Linked DNA regions of Macaca mulatta: region 2 is linked to region 1. Evidence: chromatin contacts called from public Hi-C data. All regions are on one chromosome and are shown on one strand. Each heading gives the region's core, a stretch centred on a gene start, on an enhancer-like site or on the middle of the called end of the contact. The rest is flanking DNA. Distances are from core to core; before and after follow the strand shown. Region 1 holds the start of HMGN1 (high mobility group nucleosome binding domain 1). Region 2 holds the start of BRWD1 (bromodomain and WD repeat domain containing 1).

What was found. A called contact is a pair of places that touch in the nucleus more often than the background predicts.
Region 2: a contact with region 1 is called in a Hi-C map of cortical neurons, with 4 times the contacts expected there. The contact joins the promoter of BRWD1 here to the promoter of HMGN1 in region 1. A contact is called at or near these places in 3 of 14 Hi-C or Micro-C datasets (cortical neurons, fetal cortex germinal zone and liver).

What each region holds. Positions count from the first base shown.
Region 1 is chr3:8,086,890-8,090,176 of T2T-MMU8v2.0, reverse strand. It overlaps HMGN1 (high mobility group nucleosome binding domain 1), which reads right to left and starts at 1,299. Exons shown (of 5, transcript XM_077995757.1): 1 at 847-1,299; 2 at 494-526; 3 at 240-287. The coding sequence starts at 1,107.
Region 2 is chr3:8,148,085-8,151,512 of T2T-MMU8v2.0, reverse strand. BRWD1 (bromodomain and WD repeat domain containing 1) reads right to left here and starts at 1,442. Exons shown (of 42, transcript XM_015132876.3): 1 at 1,244-1,442; 2 at 1,042-1,100; 3 at 870-899; 4 at 646-705. The coding sequence starts at 1,292. LOC106997240 reads left to right here and starts at 1,408. Exons shown (of 1, transcript XM_015132879.3): 1 at 1,408-2,729. The coding sequence starts at 1,696. The coding sequence ends at 2,286.

The DNA of each region.
Region 1 (3,287 bases), core at 50-2,549:
ATATTTAATATTTTTTGTCGTCCCAAGTCTCCTAACATCTGCAGCAGCATTAGTGTGATATAGTCCTATAAACCAGGACGAATATATCCATTACATTTTACCCCGACCAGAAGAAGTTATTTACCGTAGTTATTAAAATATAAAGAAAGCTCAAATAGCTAATCAAAATGAAAAGTCCCGCATTAAGGAGCAGTGTACCTAAGGCCCCGCTGCACCCCAATGCGCGTTTCGAAGCCTACCTTCGCTGCTGCCTTTTTCGGCTTCGCTTCCACTTTGGCAGGAGGTTTCTGAAAGGCAAAAGTAGCACTGAACGTCCTTACCCGGGACGACCCGCGAAAAACAAACGGTTACGGGGCTGGCTTTACTTACAGCTGACAACCGCGCCGATCTCCTCTTGGGCTTGGAGAAAGAAAAAGGAGAGTCAGCGAGAAAGGCAGGCAGGCCAGCGGCTCACTGGAAACCCACCACCCCCCGCAGAAGGCTCCGAACTCACCTCTTCCTTGGCGGCCCCTTCGGCGGAGCTGACCTGCGGGGACAAGGAGACGGGCGAATGCAGGCGGGCCGCAGTCCCAGGACTCGCGCGCCCGCACGGCCCCGAGAACAATGCCCGGCCGCGTGACGTCACGGCTTCCCGCCGCCCCGTTCGAATCGCCCCCTTGGCTCCCCCGGCCGCCGAACGTTCCAGAGCAGCCGCCCCCGCGGCCGCCGAGCGCCCGCCTGCCCGCCCGCCGGTCTCCAAGCGCCTCCCGGGCCCGTCGCCACCGTGAGTGCAGCGGGGCCTGGGCCTCGCGGGGCCCAGCAGACGGCGGCTCCAGGGGGCGTGTGCGGGCCGCGGCCACCGCTCACCTTCCTCTTGGGCATCCTGGCGGCGGGGAAGGCGCGTGCCGAATGCCTGCGGGCCGCGGCGCGCCGAGAGCCTTCGCGAAACTGGGCTGCCTGGCCGCTGCCACTCCTCCCGCCGCCCGAGCTGCTGAGACCCACAGCGGGGGCGGTGGGAGAACCGGATGGAACCGGATTGGGAGCCCGCCTCCTCCTCCCCCCGCGTCCCCTGCCGCGGGCTCCCCCTCCCCTCCGGCCGGGCCGCCCCCCGCCCCCGCCCCCGCCCATTGGCTGTGGGGCTCAGCCCGCGCCCGGAATAGGTGAGACAGGCCGTCACTCGACCTTGCGCTCCGCCCCCTCCCGGGCGCCCCCCCACCCCTTCCCGCCGTCTCGCGGGGCCCCAGGCCCAGGCGAAGGGGGCGGGGCCCCAGTGGCGCTCCGACCTCACGGTAGTTTGTTTGAAGCCGAGCTGCGAAGTGCGGTCTGCGCGCTGATTGGCGGGAGCATGCCACGTGACCGCAGGTCCCCACCCACAATCCTTCTGGATACCTGGGCGCCTTCAGGCCACTGGCATCTGGCCCCTCCCCTCTGGGGTGAATTGGGTTCGAACATTTATAGTTGGTATCTTAGACTGGGAAGGGAGAAGGACAAGGGATACAGGAACTAGCAAATTCCTCCCGCCTCAGTCGGCAAGAAAGGCTATTCAGGGGCTCCAGCTTCGCAGGCCTGCGTGAAACAGGCCCTGGTGCGCAGGCGTTGGAGGAGGGCGTGGGAAGGAGAGCCGACGAGAGCTCGGCGTGGGCCAGTGCGCAGGCGCGGGACGCTTGCTGCGCTTTCACTCGCCCAGGTCCACACCTGGGGCTCCGATGCGAAGTTACGGCAGGCGGCCTTTCTGTGTAACTTCCTTCCTTCCTTTCTTTTATTTAAGACAGGGTCTCGTTGTGTCATCCAGGCCGGAGTGCAGTGGTGCAATCACGGTTCACTGCAGCCTCGACCTCTTCGGCTCCAGCGATCCTCCCACCCCAGCCTGCCGAGTAACTGGGACCACAGTGCACCACTATGCCCGGCTAACTTTTGTATTTTTTGTAGAGGCGGGGTTTCACTATGTTGCTCAGCCTGGTCTCCAACTCCTGGGCTCAAGCAACCCTCCCGCCTTGGCCTGCCAAAGTGCTGGGAATCCAAGCTGTGGAACTTTCTTCAGATTTCCCTGAGGACTGCAGGTGCACGACGGTCGTTTTTGGGCTCAGAGTAGGGCAGCTCTCAGATTGCAGCTCCTGCGAACCGTTCGCGACCGTCTCCAGCACTCGCGGACCCCCAGAGGAATGTTTTATTTTCTCCATAGCATTGATGGAATATATATCCTTATACATTCCATGTATATCTCAGCAAGAATACGCACGGAAGTGGTACCAGCGGTTGCCTCTGGGGAGAACTGGGGAGATTGAGGGTAAAATTTCCCTTTCTCGTGTGTAGTGTTTTTTTTTCACTTTCCTACCTGCATGGATTACCTTAAAAAAATTCAACATCAGGGAGTACCCAAGTTTGTGGCACAAGCATGCACTGAGCACTTGCCTTGTGGCAGGCACCGTGAAGTCCCTGGGGTAGAGAGAATCCAGGTTTGTATCCCAAGCACTGGGTCTAGTAATTTAGTGGAGAGAGAAAGTACTCAATTGGCCTAGTAAAGAAAGGGGAACATCGGCATAGGTTGGTCAGCATATTTCAAGGCATGCTGACTTACTAGAGTGTGGCAGCCCACCAAGACCTTTAAAGTGTCAGGGATGGAGATATGAAAAATGGACGTAAAGATCAGGGGAAAGAGGTAGAAAAAAAAGAAGAGCAGCCGGTCGTGAAGTTCGATCACTATCCAAAGATCGAGGGATACTGCAAGGTCTTAAGCAAGGGAACACTATGCTTTTGGACTTACCTTATAAAGATCTTTCTCCCGTAAGAACCGAAGATGCGCTAGGTCAGAGGTGACAACTGATGGTCCACAGATGTTTTCTTTGGCCTAGTTTTTTTAAGTTGCCAACACAAACAAATGGAGCAGCCAGAACTCAAATGAAAAACTATTTGGCAGTATCCTTTTTTTTTTTTTTTTTTTTAAAGAAACAAGGTTTCACTCTGTTGCCCAGGCTGGAGTGCAGTGCTATTCACAGGTGTGATTCCACTACTCATCAGCGTGGGAGTTTTGACCTGCTCCGTTTCTGACCTGGGCCGGTTCACCCCTTCATAGGTAAACTTGCGGGTCTTTTGCTCCCTGTAAGGTCACCATCGTGGTGCTAATCACAGTGTAAACACCTGATCAGCACAACCCACTGTAGCCCAGAACTGGATTCAAGCAATCCTCTTGCCTCAGGTTCCCAAGTAGTTGGGACTACAGGCGTGTGCCACCATCTCCAGCTGGCGATATGTTTTAAACTTAAACAGAGGCCGGGCGCGGTGGCTCACGCCTGTCATCCCAGCACTTT
Region 2 (3,428 bases), core at 193-2,692, 61 kb before region 1:
ATTTAAAGCACTTTATTATCTACAGCAAGATCAGTGTGAAACTCATCAATCAACTTTCTACGGCGTTCAACAAATATTGTACAGGAGAAAAGAGCACAAGTATTACAGTAGCATATTCACACAGCTGCAAGATTTTTATGACGCTGCTGCGGACAAAACAAAAAATAAGCTCAACACAAGAACATTTCTCCACCTTCAGAGACCAATGATTCTATTCCTAAAGAACAAGTGGGGGACAGACCCGGGCGGGACAAGACACGAGAGGCCAATCAGAGCGCGAGTTACAAGCGCGGTGGAGAGGGGGGGAGCGGATGAAACCGCCCCGTTGAATGGCTGGCTGCGCACGCCACACCCCGCAGAGGCGGCCGCACCTGGAGCCCCACCCCTGCCGCAGGACCTCCGCGAGTCGCCCCCACCGCTCCGCCCCGCGCCGCCCCCCATGACTGTTTCCTGCCAAAACAAACCTGGCCGCCTCAAAAACAAAACAGAATATTCAGCGGGGAAGGCAGCTGTCCTGGGGCCGCCCTCCAGTGCGGCTCACACTTTGCACCCCACGGGCCGGGGTCCCCACGAGGGGCAGGGGCAGGGGCAGGGGCGGGGGGCGGTGCACGGAGAACCCGGGGAGCAAACGTGCCCAATGCTCACCAACTCCTCGTAGCTCCTGTTGTGCTCGTTGCCCTCCCAGTCCAACCTCTTCGGCAACAACTGGAAAGACACGAAACGCACACGAGTGACCACCGCTCCGGCGCGGGGCGGGCGGGGGGCGCGGGGCGGGCGGGGGGCGCGGGCGAGCATCCCTCAGGGCAAGGTCGGGAGGAGGGACGCGAGGGAGCGCGGGGACGGGCGCGCGGGGACGGGCGGGCACAGACCTGGTACTGCTCCAGCTCCTGCACCAGCACCTGCGGCCGAGAGACGCGCGGTCAGGGGTGGGGCCGGGCCCGGGGCGCGCCCGCTTCACCCCCGCCCTCCACCCGCGACCCCCGGCGGCGGAGGGGACACCGGGGACGCCAAGTCCGCAGCCGCCCGCGGGCCCGCACTCACCTGGGCCGCTCTCCGACACGGGCCCGCCGATAGGTACCGGGCGATGAGGAAGTACAGCTCTGCGGGAAGACAGGGAGTTGGGTCAAGCCCGGGCAGGGAGGGGACGGGGCCCGGGACCGGGACGGGGTCGGGGCCGGGGCAGCCGGGGAAGCCGAAGCAGCTGGGAGCGCCAGGACGGGGGTGGCACGGCCTCGCGTCTTACCCGACTCGATGAGAGGCACCGGGCGTCGGGCGGACGAGGGCTCCGCCATGGCCGGACACGGGGCGGGAGGCGGGAGCGAGCGAGCGAGCGGAGCGTGTAGGCCGCGCCGAGGCCTGACCGGGCTGGCGTCCCCTCTCCTCAGGCGCGCGCCGCCGCCGCCGCCGCCGCCGCTGCCGCCGCCATGCCGTGCGCGCCTCCTGGTCCGACGCCTCCGCGGGGGAGGAAGTAGTGCCTCACAGGAGACGGAAAGTAGTCCCTCCGTGGGGCGCGGGGGCCTCGGCGCCAAGGGAGGACTGGAGCTTGCGTCTCGCCCGGGAAGGCGAGCCTCGCTCCGCTGTCTGTCTCCGGGGACTCGATGAGGAGAAAGTGACGCGGGGGTAAAGACCTGGGCGCCCAGGGTAGCGGCGGCGAGTGGGGGAGGGGAGGGCGCGTGGCCCGGATCCCTGCGCGCGATGAGGCGGCCGCCCAGGCTTTGTGAGGCGGCGACGCGACGCCGGGCGGTCCAGCAGCGTGCGGGTACCGGGGGCGGAAGCGCGGCCGCCGGAGGGGGCGAGTCACCGCCGCCCCCCGCGGGACCTGGGTCCTCTACGCGGGACCGCAAGGGCCCCGAGCCGCGGTTCTGCAGGGTCGCCCGCTCCGGGTCGCTCGGAAGGGTGACTTCACGAACCGGTCGTCTGGGGCCAGCGCGTTTTGCCCCCCACGATAGACTTCCAGGACGCGAAAGCTTTGAAAGTGAGGATTGGCTCGCCGCGCCTCCCGCACGGGGGAACGCCGCCCGGACCCGCGAGCCTAGGGCGGGGGCCTCGGATACCGGCGTTGCCGGAGCGTCTGCGGCGCTGAAGGCCGCCGAGACCCAGCCGCAGCCCCCAGAAGCCGGCAGCCTGGTAGAAAATTACATAAAATGCAGCGCTTCGCCGAGGGGGTGCGAGTCGGGGGAGCAGCGCGCAGCTGCGGCTGACGGCTCGGCCGGATCCGTCCAGGCATGGACAGGAAAACGGGATTGCGGGGAGAAGGCGGTGCAACGGGCCGCAGACCCTCCCTGAGAAGAGAAGCCGGAAACTCGGGAGCCATGTGTAGTTAGAATCCTCTTGGAAGACTAGTAGACGTGAGGTTGGAGAGGTGGACGAGGACCAGAGAATTCCCTTGTCTTGCCAGGCTTCTGACCTAACTGTATGAGTTTCCTCAGCGCATCCAGCCTGCCCTGCTCTGACCCCTGAAGTACAGCGGTGACCCTAAATGGTGTCCCTGCCTTCCTGGAGTGCGCGTTAACGTTCTGATTCTTACTCATGGCAATAACCCACACACCACAGAGAGGTTAAATGTGGTTCAGGTCAGACTCTGGGGCAGGACTCACTGCCTGCACCTTGTCTTGGCTCCACCAGCTTGACCTTGAGCAAGTCACAACCTGTGGGTCTCAGTTTTCCTTACCAGTAAACCGTAGATAATTCCTCACTAGTAAACACAATATTTGTGCCTGCCTCATAAAGTGGTGAGGATTTAATGAATTAATGTGTTCCTGGCATATAGTAAGCACCGTATACAGTTGGCTTTTATTTACACCAAATAGCAAAAGCTTTTTTTTTTTTTTTTTCCTTGAGACAGGGTCTTGCTCTGTCGCCCAGGCTGGAGTGCAGTGGTGTGATCTCACCTCACTGCAGCCTCAGCCTCCCGAGTAGCTGGAATTGCAGACACGTGCCACCACGTCCGGCTAATTTTTATATTTTTAGTAGAGACGGGGGTTTCACTGTGTTGGCCAGGCTGGTCTCGAACTCCTGGCCTCAGGTTATCCACCCGCCTCGGCCTGCCGAAGTGCTGAAGATTACAGGCGTGAGCCAACGCGCCTGGCCAAAAGCTTTTATATGTATTTATAAATAGATACAGATACCTGTAAGGCTGTCCAGGCGTGCTGGCTCACACCTGTAATCCCAGCACTTTGGGAGGCCAAGGCGGGCGGATCATGAGGTCAGGAAATCAAGACCATCCTGGCCAACATGGTGAAACCCCGTCTCTACTAAAAATACAAAATGTTAGCCACCTGCGGGGGTGCGCGCCTGTAGTCCAAGCTGCTTGAGAGGCTGACGCAGAATTGCTTGAACCCCGGAGGCAGAGGCTGCAGTGAGCTGAGATCGTGCCACTGCACTCCAGCCCGGGCAACAGAGCGAGACTGTCTCAAAAAAATATATAT